2 separate regions of the Callithrix jacchus genome follow, and region 2 is linked to region 1. Evidence: chromatin contacts called from public Hi-C data. All regions are on one chromosome and are shown on one strand. Each heading gives the region's core, a stretch centred on a gene start, on an enhancer-like site or on the middle of the called end of the contact. The rest is flanking DNA. Distances are from core to core; before and after follow the strand shown.

Region 1 (6,203 bases), core at 431-2,930:
TTTTAAGTTGTGAAAACAAACCATTCTAATTATAAGAGAGAATTTTTCATGATCTAAGCTACTGTTAGATCAGCAATCCTAAAACTACTTGACATTTCATTTTTTTCTAAAAAACAAAAAGTTTATTTGACAACACTGTGTAGCAGTGAACATTTATAATAAAGGTTATGCGCTTTAAGCTTGCGATCACATAAAGATTTGATTTTCAACCAGTCTGCATGTTGCACTATTGTCAGATCATTGTGTATCTGAAGTGGTAGAAACACCTGTTTTAAAGAAATACTATCTGAAAAATTATACGACTAGTGTAGTTTTGTTTTAAAAACAACACTGACCCTGTTTGACAAGAAGGCTTAAGAATTTGCCTTTTTCTAATGTTCAAACATTCTGCAGCCGCTTGAGGTAGGCAAAAATCGTCAAAGCTCCTGGTTTTATCATTTGCTTCAGGAAAAGAAGAATATGGCTGAAAATTCTTTCTGAAGGGTGGTATTTCAAACAGGACCACCCAAAACGGAGAGTAGGGTGCAGGGAGGGTACCTTACGAAACAGCGCACTTCGGGCCCTGCACGCTACCTCATTTCCCTAATAGGGATGAAATGCTCAGGCCTCTGGTAACTTCCAGCTGACGCCAGTGCCCTCCACACCCCTTTTTTGACAGAATTATCTGGAGTTGAAGGCTGTGTCACAAATACGAATTCCCGGGACCACGTCTAAATGGTCTATCAATCAAGCATCTTTTACAAGACCAAACCCTTCCCCCATCCCGTTCCCTCCATCTCCCTCCCTAGCCAAACACACACATAGGAGAGTCCTCAAGATCCATTTTTACAAATCCTGCAACGCACTAACTGGGAGGAAGAAACGACACAGATAATAAAAGTATCGGCCATCCCCCTCCCTGCAACCAAAATTACAGGCTCCATTTCCTGTCCCCTTGGGAACTGCAAAATCCTCTCCCGAAAACCGAACGCCTCCCACCCAGTCCAGGCTGGCGCACGCGGCCGCCGCACTCCCCCTTCCCGGGTCCCGCGGGCGCCAGGGGGCGGCGGGGACCCGCGGCGCCCTCCTCCCCTCGCCCGCGTCCGGCACCCACCTCGCGGCAGCGGCTTCACCTCCCCGTTCTCCTCCCGGGCTGTCCCGCCGGCCTCTCCGACCCCGCCGAGCCCGTGCCTCCTCTTCTCTTTCTCCCGCTTCTCCTTAGGTCTGCGCGACTTGGCGTTGGCCGAGGCGGCGGCGGCGGGCAGGAGGAGATGGTGAGGCTGAGCGTGCAGCAGCGTAGGAGGGACCAGCAGTTTGCGCGGCACCGGCTGAGACAAGGAAGCGGAGGCTGAGGGAACCGCCGTGCCAGCGGAGAAAGAGAAACTGCTCCGAGAAGAGGATGGGGAGGGAGCAGCAGACAGAGCGGCAAAGCTCCAAGACGCTGGGCTGCCATAGCTCTGAGGCGAAGGTGTAGCCGGCGGCTGCAGCTGCCTGCTGTTCCCGCCGCTGCCCCCTTCTCCGTTGACTCTCCGCGGTGCCTTCTTCTCCTCAGTCCGGACCTTCTTGGTGGACAGAGGACCCGGATGGTCCCGGGAGGAGGGCTGCAGCTTGCCGAACGGTTCTTTCTCCGAGACGGTGGCGGTGGGGGCGGCGGCAGCTACACCGTGAACGGGGCTCGGCGGTTCCGCCATCTTGCGCTCCTGTTGTATTTACTCTCCTCCGCTCGCCGGCGCGGGGCAGGGGGCGGGCCCTCCGCGAGGGGTAGGGAAGGGGCGGAGCGGTCGGGCCACCTGCCGAGACCTTCATTGGGCGAGCCACGCTGAGGGATTCACATAAGAGCCAATCAAAGGCACAAACATCAGACAAAGGGGCGGGATTGCCAAACGGACCCTCTTTGGAGGTCAGAGCTCGGCGGGGTGCGGCTAGTGGTGGAGCACTACGCTGGGAGGACTTTCGACTGTCGCCAGCGTGAACTCGGGTGCCCCGCGGATATCACGGAAGAACTCCCGCCCCGGACCCCCAGATCTGCCATGGCCGCGGTAGCGATCGTCTCTGCTGCCACGAAGACTGTTTTAACTTGTAGCACTTTCCCTTCCAGTTTTCCGGGGGTGCCTCTCACCCTGCATCTGCGCGTTCAGAAAGCTGGATTTCAGGGATACTCAGTTCAGAAGAGCAAAATATGACGAGAATCAAGTTCTTCCTTTTGTTAGTCCGTAGTCGATTGATGGGAGGTACTCAAAATTATTTGGTGTGGTGACAAGGTATGTTACTATTGCTAGATCATGTGCTATAATCCCTTGTGGGAGATAACTTCCGGCAAGTCTAGAACTTTGGGATTACTTCCAAGCTTGAAGGTAAGAGTCTCCCTGGGTTCGGATACTTTTTGAACTGTTGTGACTAGACCCTTAAGATTTTAATTTTTATTTATTTATTTATTGAGACAGAATTTCGCTCTGTCATCCAGGCTGGAGTGCAGTGGTGCGATCTCGGCTCACTGCAACCTCCACCTCCTGATTCAAGCGTTTCTCCTGTCTCGGCCTCCTGAGTAACAGGGACTACAGGCGCCCGACACCATGCCCAGCTAATTTTTGTATTTTTAGTAGAGTTGAGGTTTCACCATTTTGGCCAGGCTGGACCCGAACTCCTGACCTCAGGTGATCCGCCCGCCTCGGCTTCCCAAAGTGCTGGGATTACAGGCGTGAGCCACCATGCCCTGTCTTAAGATTTAAATTTTATTATAATTATTATAACAGACTTGCCAAGAAAAATTCGTTGGCAATTATTTATAGATGTTTGAAAAGCAATAATTTTTGTTAGGTTTCTGTATTTTGGCATTTAGTAAGCACACTGTGCTTTTGATGTTTTGTAACCATGTGCTTTGATTTTTGCTTCAAAGATAAGCAATTTGGGGAGCTTAGAAGATAAGGAATGTAAGGAGATGGATTACAGTTGGAACCACAGCAAAGAACATGATTCTAATTTAATTCATAGATCTCACATGAAATCAGAAAGTAAAAGAAATAGATGGAAAAATAAAAGTAGTCAAGTCCGGAGATGACCAGTGAGAGGATGTAAGTCCTAAGACTCAGAAATGAATTTGTTACTCCTTGCATTGTATTACACTATAATGCACTGTTATCAGGCCTTGCCCAGTCCTAAATTGCCTGTTACTTTCTGGAAACATTTAAAAGTAACCTTTCAGGAATTTTCATTTTTGTGACCTAGGGAAGGTGGAAATTTTTGTTTCCCTTTTATTTTTTTAAGATTTTTTTTTTTTTTGCTGGGCACAGTGGCTCACACCTGTAATCCCAGCACTTTGGGAGGCTGTGGTGAATGGCTCACCTGAGGTCTGGATTTTGAAACCAGCCTGACCAACATGGTGAAACCCTGTCTCTACTAAAAATAGAAAAAAATTAGCCGGGAGTGGTGGTGCATGCCTGTAGTCCCGGCTACCCGGGAGGCTGAGGCAAGAAAATCGCTTGACCTCAGGAGGTTGCAGTGAGCAGAGATCGAACCACTGCACTCCAGCCTGGGCAACAGAGTGAGACTCTATCTCAAAAAAAAAAAAAGAAAGGAATGTTTTGGAGTCAACATTTAATATTGATTGGTTTATGGACTTATTTTTAGGTGCCTCAAAAGTTTTAAAGTAATAATAGTATTTAATATGTAACAGTGAAAACTTTCTAATTGGAATTGACTGGCAGCAGATGTCTTCAAGGATGGACTTATTTTTAGGTGCCTCAAAATTTTCTAAGTAATAAAAGTATTTAATATGTAACTGAAAACTTTCTAATTGGAACTGACTGACAGCAGATGTCTCCAAGAATGGACTTATTTTTAGGTGCCTCAAACTTTTTTAAGTAATAAAAGTATTTAATATGTAACACTGAAAACTTTCTAATTGGAATTGACTGGCAGCAGATGTCTTCAAGAAAAGTAGCATTGGTGAGAGAGTAGACTGATTAGGCTGGAAATCATCTGCTAACACACTAGTTTTGTAACCTTAGACTGCTTCACTTGTCAGGACCTCTGTTTTCTTACCTGTTAAGTGAGTAAATTTGATTACATGATCACTAAGGTCCCTTCCACACTCAACTTATGCCACATTCAAGAAGCTTTTCAAAATCACACTGAAACTATTACAATTAAATTCATTTTTTAATTGTTAACCCTCCTGTTCTAGAAAAGTGTCTCTAACATACATTTGTGTAATGCCTGGAAATTTGCACCACTCATTCTCTGATCTCTAGCATGCATGTCTGACTTCTTAAGGGCTCAGTTAAGCTATACCCTTGCCTGCATGCATTTGTTACTCCTGGCATTACATTACAGTATTGTATTCTACCACCTTGACAAATCTGCTTTCATGTGATCTGGAAGTCCATGTTTGAATTTAGATTTCTCGGAGTACCTGGACTGACCACATTCTCCTCCCATCCTCCCATCCCCAGCTTCTTCATCTGCCACACGGAAAGGGGCCATACATCCAACATATCCAGGCAAATGTCCACATCCCCCTCCCGCTGCAAATGGTGATGCACAATCAGCAGCTCTGCCCGCAGATCTAGTCAGTCTAAAAGAGGAGTGCAAGCTCCAAGCAGGCATGGCCCCTGACCTCATGGACTCCTTGTCCTTTACAGCAAGAGGAGGGCCAAGTAAATAGAGATCCCTTACCCAAGTCTAAAGACAGTACTTGTCTGTTATAAAACACACTCAACTATCTATTTTCTCTTCTGTATAATCAGCCATTTCCTTTCAACTAGATTATTCTGTCAATGTTTAACTAAGAGATTTTCTACCACTATCACCAATTTCTTTCGGCATAATCTCTTTATAATCTTTATAGGTTTTCCATTCTACAGCTAGAAAGCTCTTGTCAAAACCTTGGTGAGGCACAGTGGCTCATGACTGTAATCTCAGCATTTTGGGAAGCCAAGGCAGGCAGATCACCTGAGGTTGGAAGTTTGAGATCAGCCTGGCCAACGTGGTGAAACCTCATCTCTACTAAAAATACAAAAATTAGCTAGGTGTGGCGGCATGCACTTGTAGGCCCAGGAGGCTGAGGTGGGAGAATCCCTTGAATCTGGGAAACAGAGGTTGCTGCAAGCCGAGATCACAATGCTACACTCCAGCCTGGGCAACAGAGTGAGACTCTGTCTCAAAACAAAAAAAAACTAGATCTGATCATCTCTCTTACCTTGCTTCAGATCTTAAGTCAATGGCTTTTGTTGCTCTCAGGACAAAGAACAAAATCTTTAATGTGTCCTGTAAGACCATTCATGATCTAGCCCCTTGTTCTATTTTGAACTAAAAGGTCTTTACTCTCTGGAATGCACCATGTTTTCTTTCAACATAGGAACATTGGATATATGGTTTCCTCTACTTGACATGCTTTTTCCTGTGGCTGTTGCCTATGTGAAGATTTAGATAATGAACATCGGGAAGGCAGATATCATGAATGCCTTCTATATTTCTAACCACCAAAACTTGGACAGTGGTACCATTCCCTGAGCCAAGAAACACTGGAAGAGTGACAAGTTTCAAGTACTCTTGGACCTTGGACCTGTTGAACATGAAGTGCCTTTTCGCATCTCCATTCCTTTTTGCTTTTTGGTTGTTGGTGTTGTTGACTCACTGGTTATCTCTGGCCTCCCTTTCCATTTCATTCTCTGTAACAGCTCTACCAAAAGCATACTACCCTACGTACTCTATACCCTGCTTCTCCACCTTTTTTGTTTGTTTGTTTTTATTGTTTTTGAGGTCAGGTCTCAGCTCTGTCACCCAGGCAGGTTCACAGCTCACTGCAGCCTTGACTTCCTAGGCTCAAACATTCCCCCAACCTCAGCCTCCCGAGTAACTGGGACTAGGGCATGCACCACCACACCCAGCTAATTTTTGTATTTTTATAGAGACAGGGTTTCACCATGTCATTGCCCAGGCTGGTCTCAAACTCCTGGGCTCAAATAATCTGACCACCACAGCCTCACAAAGTGCTAGGATTACAGGCGTGAGCCAGCATGCTTGGCCAAAACTGGGTCTTTTATAAAGAACAGCAATTTATTTTCTCACAATTCTTGGGGCTGGGAGTCCAAGATCGCAGCACTGGCAGGTTCATTTGTTTGGTATGGGCCACATCCTCCTGAGGAGAGGAACACTTTGGCTTTACATGGTAGAAGGCAGAAGGTAAGCAGGCCGAAGGCTTCATGAGGCCTCTTTTATCTTAC
Region 2 (6,480 bases), core at 2,696-5,195, 160 kb after region 1:
GGAGTTCAAGACCAGCATGGGCAACATAGGGAAACCCTGTCTCTACAAAAAACACAAAAATTAGATGGGCTTGGTGACGTGGGCTCCAGATAGTCCCAACTACTCTGAAGACTGAGGTGAGAGGATCACCTGAGCCCAGGGAGGCTGATGCTGCAGTCAGCCAGGACCACAGTAATGCACTCCAGCCTGGGTAACAGAGTGAGACACCATCTCAAAAACACAACAACAAAAAATTAAGAGGCAGCCTTTGAATGATGACACCATAGGACGGCTAGATAGAGTGTAAAGAGCATCGTACTGGAGTCAGGGAAGTGGAGTGTTCATTCAAACTGTGGTCTAAGCATAGGCATTATTAGTACTCTATTAATTTCCAAATTTGGAATAAACATTATTACTTTATAAATGGGATAGTTATATCAGCTACATTATCTCTAAGGCTCAGTCATAAAATGTCAAGATTTTAAAATGCATTTCTAATCCACATCAGAATTTAAGAATAGTTAGAATCTATCAGCTGATCTTTTTTTCCCTCTTTCCGTGCCAGAGGAACATAGTTCCTCTCGAGTCTTCCAGTCAGGGGAAAAAGCAGCACCAACTACCAGCAGCCTTAATTACAGCTATTGCTTATCAAGCCAGAAAATTAAAAAAAAAAAAAAAACAACAAAAAAAAAACAAGCCCTATAAAAGAATAGCTTTAGTCATCAAATCTCCAATGTAGAATCACCTAGCTATACCTAGGTATTATGGGAAAAAAAAGAAACTCATTTAGTGTTTGAGAAATGAACTCTCGGCCGGGAGTGGTGGACTGTAATTCTAGCAATTTGGGAGACCAAGGAGGGCGGATCAGGAGTTTGAGACCAGCCTAGCCAATATGGTGAAATCCTGTCTCCCCTAAAAATACAAAAATTAGCCAGGCATGATGGCGAGTGCATAATCTCAGCTACTCAGGAAGCTGAGGCAGGAGAATCCCTTGAACCCAGGAGGCGGACAAGCCGAGGTTGCACCACTGCACTCCAGCCTGGGTGACACAGTGTGAGACTCCTTCTCAAAAAAAAAAATGAACTCTCCAATAGGAATCCCTGACTCATCCACAAAGCATGAACCCTAAGGCTACTTCCCCAGTATAGGAGTTCAGAGGCTGGGCACCTGTCCTGATGGCCTGCATCACCAAACAATGCTCCTTCCTGATAGGATATGCCTAGGGATAACAAGATAACTAGCATGCAAACAAGAAATGACCAGGGACCACATCATCTCTTCTTCCATAACCAAAATAAGATGGTAAAATACTAGTTTTAGGCCAGGTGTGGTAGCTCATGCCTGTAATCCAAGTACTTTGGATGGCCAAGGCAGGTGGATCACTTGAGATCAGGAGTTTGAGACCAGCCTGGCCATTATGGCTAAACACCATCTCTACTAAAATACAAAAATTAGCGAGGCATGGTGACTTGCCACCTGTAATCACAGCTACCTGGGAGGCTGAGGCAGGAGAATGCTTGAACCTGGGTGGCGGAGGTTTCAGTGAGCTGAGATTGTACCACCGCACACCAGCCTGAGTCGCAGAGCGCAGAATGAGACCCCCCTCTCAAAAAAAAACAAACCAACGTTTTAGAAAGTGGTAAAAAAGGGGATGCCATCCAATTACCATAAATGACACCATTCAAAAGATATCAACGCAATGAAAAACTCTCAACAGTAAAAAGGGAAAATGCCCTCTTAACCCTTTCAGATCAAAAAGTAATTTTTCAAAAGTACGGTAAATATCAACAGCAAATGTTTAAATATAAGGAATATTTTTATTTTTAATAAGGAATAAGTTAGATTATTTAACTTTTATTTTCAATCTTCAAAAGATACTGAGAGAACTTTACTTCCATCCTCTATTATTGGTCTGGGGATGCAGGAATCACAAAGCTCAACGATACTACTACTATAATATAGTGTTAAGGTCAAGGACCTATTTTATAAGCTGTTAAAAATTTAACGCTAAAGCTTTACTAGACCGAAATCTCTTTAAAACGTGAAAAAGTATTTCACTACTAAGTCATATCACCTGTACCATAAAAACTACTGCACTTTTAAATAAAAACTAGCCAATGTTTGCTGCCCATTCATTTTAAAGATATTAACTGTGTATCCTTTTCATAATCCAATTTCAGAGTTAAGTCATTATTCTTGGAGGTTTATCTTATCCAGAATAAAAATTTTCCCTAGCTGTTTTCCTATTCCCAATCCCCACCAAGGCTAAGGAGCAACCACTTCCCAAAGTCCCACTTCCTTTTCCATTCCCCAGACCTACAGGGTTTCCAACGCCCCAGTCTTGCGCAATATCCGTAGGAGCAGCAGCCGCAACCACCGCCTCCTAAGCCGGGAAACAACCCTAGAGGGAACAGTGTCCAGCAGAAAATAAAAGAGGCGGGGGTGGGGGGTCGATAATGTAGGAAGTCGACTTCTGGTCCCACGCCTTCGGATCTGACCCCCTCATAGTGAGCTGGAGCAACAGCGTTATCTAGACCAATTTCACGAATAAGACTTTTAACCTTCACCTCCTCTCAAGCCTGCTTGCACAAGCAGAGGGCGGAAAGTGGGGGGCGGCGGAGCGAGGGGGGGCACCGGGAAGGTTATCTCCCAGTTCAGGGCTTCGGCCCTTAGCGTTGCCTCCGCCCCACCAGGACTATTGTTCCCAAGTTCCCCACCCCCACCCCGGATAGGAAGTGATAGTCACATCCCCTCCGCCTTCGGCAACATCCCCTGGGGAGTCCGAAATCAGCTTCCTTCAGGATAATCCCCCCCACCCACACTTACTCCCTGAACCTAGAGTCACTCGGACCCCCAAGACCACTTCAAACCTGGGTCTCAGGAGAGAAGACGCGGGTAAATGCAAATTAGGTAAACCCATGAGATTCCTTATGGACAATCCTTTCCCAAGCGTTGGAGATCATGACTGCACCGCCAGAAACAGAAGTCCTACTTCGCCCGCTTTGAGACCAGCTGGAGCAAAGGGACCCCAGGAATTAGTGCTAACCTCAATCCCCCCGTCCCCTGTCCCTCTGTCAGTCGCGATCTGCACTCCTCCGGGTCACAGCCAGATCCTGCCTCGACCCTCCAGGGAGGAGCGGACTGGGCGGGGAGGTGTGGAAACGCGAGCCCCCTCCGTCCCGCCGGCCTGCACCTCACTAGCCTCCGGCTCCCGACCGGGTAAACAATAGGTGGTCGCGAGCCGCGGTGCAGGCTGCGGGCTCGGCCGCGCGGCCGCTCCCTTCGCGTCCCGGGCGCCCGCGCGTGGGTCGCGAACACGGGAGAAGAAAGGAGGCCGAGGGAAGGAGAAGGTCTCGCCTCCCGCCGGCTTCCGAGTCCACCCGTACCGCCGGGTTGGTGCGCGCCCCCTCCGCCGCTCTCCTCACAGAGGTACACAAAGCACTGGCGGCCGGGCCGGGAGAGACAGTGATGGGCTCCGGCGCCGGCGAGACAGGGCGACAGCGAGGGGAGAGACTCACCATGAAGTCCCGGGCGAAGTTGTCCTCCCCATTGTGGTCGGGACTCTTCATGGCCTGGACCCTCTGGATGAATTTCCTCAGGATCTCCACTTGCTCCATCCTCCCGCGTCCCCCCGGTTGCGGTCGCTGGCCCCCCCGCCGCCCGCCCGCCCGGCGCAGAGCCCGCTCCGTCTTCCCCAGCTCGCTCCCCCAGCACGTCCCTCCCTCCCGACCCCCGCCAAGCCCCGCGGCTCCCTCCTCCTTCCCACCGCCCCAGGCGGCGGCTGCGGCGGCACCGGGGATCGCGACACCACAACTTCCAGAAGCAGCCGCCACTCTCCCACAGTACGAGACAAGCCGCTGCGGCTAGCGCCAACCCCAACCCCCAGCTTGCTCCATCCTCCTTCCCCGCCCTCCTCCTCCGTCGTAGACGACGCCGCCGCCGCCGCCGCCGCCGCCACCTCAGGAACAGAGCTCTCCGCTCGCCCTGCCCCCCCTTCCCGGTTCTTCCTCCCCCCCCACCCCCCCGCCAGCAGCCGCAGCCGCAGCCGCCTCTCCCAACGGGCGCGTCCCCGCCGCCACCCAGATGCGCGGGCTCGCGCTGCGGCTCCGCCCCAAGCGCTGCGCCCGCCGATCCACCCCCGCCCGCCTCCAGGTCACGCCCCCAACCCCGCCCCGCGGGTCCCAGCCCGTCTTGGAGTGGCTGGAAGGCGCTTCTGCGGGCGGCCTGGAGACCTGACTCCATTTCCGGGGCGTGGCCCCGTTCGGGGTGCTCAGAAGTCGGAGTAGCATTGGGAGGTGAGATGGTTGCCCAGTGAAGGGAATGCGACTCTGAGCCGGGCAAGTCCTAGTCGGTGAGAGTAGAATTCTGCTGGAATTTGCGGTCTCACCGCCTACTAAGGAGGAAAAGCAATTTTCAAGAGTCCCACGCCGCCGCCAGCCGTAGGCTCGGACTACAAGTCGCGGCCTGTGGAGTCCAGGAGCCGGGACAGGCGGGGACGGGCCGGGGGCGGGCGGGAGGCAGGCCGGGAACTGTAGTAGTGTCACCGCCACGTTCGCAGCAGGTAGGTGCTCATTTTGCTAACATTGCTGAGAGTGGACAGCAGTTAGGCTTTGGCACCTTGAACGTGGCTCCAGCGAAGGGAAGCGAAACGCTTCCTGGGTAACAGACTTTTATTCTTTGCGCATTCTCTAAAACCTGGCGACTGAGCGCCTGAGGTTCGGAGTGCCTTCTTCACAGACGATGCGGTAGTGGGAACTCTTGTGTTTGCCGAACTGAAGGGAATTTGTCTTCCTGTCTTTAGGTTCACAGCAGTTCAGAAATGAATGGGAAACTTTTCCCCCGTAGAACAGACTTTGTAAATCTATTAAATCTTTATAAATCTTTTTCTTTTTTCTTCTTTTTTTTAATGGAGCCAGCCAAGGTCTTGCTCTGTCGCCCAGGCTGAAGTGCAGTGCTATGATCACGGCTCCCTGCATCCTTGAACACCTGGACTCAAGGGATCCTCCTGCCTCAGTACGTCACCAAGCCCAACTAATACATTTTTTTAATTTATATTTTTATTTTTGGTAGAGAAGGGGGTCTCACTAGGTTGCCCAGAATGATGTCGAACTCCTGTGCTCAAGGGATCTTCACCCCTCGACTTCTGAAATTGTTGAGATTATAGGCGTGAGCCACTGCGCCTGGCCTATAAGTCTTTATTCATCCTTGTAAACTTCTGTCAGAGAATGTATTCTGGTCTAACTCATCATTTTACAAATAAAATGGCTTTCTGACATCCCCCAGCATATTCTTAGCAGAGCCGTAACTAGAACACAAGTTATTTTACTTTAACAACAGTGACCTTTCACAGTGTGACAGAACTGAAAGAACTTGACCTGTGAACTGACTTAGGTCATTTATACCCACAAACTTTTTTTTACAGAGCACAGTGGTCAGGGAATTTGGTTATAATAGGAAATATCAGTGGTAGAATACTTTCTTAGATAAAAGTTAGGAACACCATGGAATTTAGTGAAAAACTCGTTGAATAAAATAGGTGTAGGCTGGGCGTGGTGGCTCACGCCTGTAATTCCAGAACTTTGAAAGGCTGAGATGTGAGGATCACCTGAACCCAGGAGGCAGAGGCTGCAGTGAGCCGTGATGGTGATCCAACCTGGGAGACGGGAGTGAGGCCTGTCTTAAAAAAAAAAAAAAAGGTAAGAAAATAGGTGTGAGTAACAGGATACAATTCATTTACTTCTTAAAAAAAAAAAAAGAAAAATATTTTTCTTAAAGTAATCCAACTAATATATCCACCCAAGAACTATGCACTTCAGACCCTGTCTCTGCCAAAAATTCAAAAATTAGGTGGGTGTGGTGGGACATGCCTGTAGTCCCAGCTACTCCGGAGGCTGAGGCAGAATTGCTTGAACCGGGGAAATGGAAATGGATATGGATATTTCAGTGAGCCGAGATGGCGCCGCAGCACTCCAGCCTGGGCAACAGAGCGAGACTCCGTCTAAAAAGGTCGGACACTATGGCTCACGCCTGTTAATCCCTTTGGATTGGTCACTTTGGGAGGCCGAGGCGGGCCTATCACCTGAGGTCAGGGGTTCGAGACCTCAGGCTGGTCTTGGAGAAACCCCATTTCAACTAAAAACACAAAAAACTAGCCTGGCATGGTGGTGCATGCCCGTAATCCCAGCTACTCGGGAGGCTAAAGCAGGAGAATCGCTTAAACTCGGGAGACTGAGGTTGCATTGAGCCAAGATCATACCATTACCCTCCAGCCTGGGCAACAAGAGCGAAAATCCATCTCAAAAAAAAAAAAAAGAGAAAAAAGAAATAAGCACTTCACGTGAAAGAAAGAGAAAGAAAAGAAGCACTTTGAGTTATGTCTTTCCAAATCTTTTCCCATGCCTTTATATATGTATGTGCATGCAAAGAGATACAGTTTTGCTCTGTATTTCAAAAATTCACTTAAAGGAATAGTTTAATTTCTAAGGTAAACTTTATTTGAAA

Evidence for each region. A called contact is a pair of places that touch in the nucleus more often than the background predicts.
Region 2: a contact with region 1 is called in a Hi-C map of skeletal muscle, with 3 times the contacts expected there. The contact joins the promoter of PTPN12 here to the promoter of RSBN1L in region 1. A contact is called at or near these places in 2 of 3 Hi-C or Micro-C datasets (both in skeletal muscle).

Annotation. Positions count from the first base shown.
Region 1 is chr11:72,432,747-72,438,949 of calJac240_pri, forward strand. RSBN1L (round spermatid basic protein 1 like) reads right to left here and starts at 1,681. Exons shown (of 8, transcript XM_002751664.7): 1 at 1,094-1,681. The coding sequence starts at 1,670.
Region 2 is chr11:72,590,778-72,597,257 of calJac240_pri, forward strand. PTPN12 (protein tyrosine phosphatase non-receptor type 12) reads right to left here and starts at 3,946. Exons shown (of 18, transcript XR_013524060.1): 1 at 3,498-3,946. It overlaps GSAP (gamma-secretase activating protein), which reads left to right and starts at 4,231. Exons shown (of 37, transcript XM_078343041.1): 1 at 4,231-4,330; 2 at 4,896-4,992.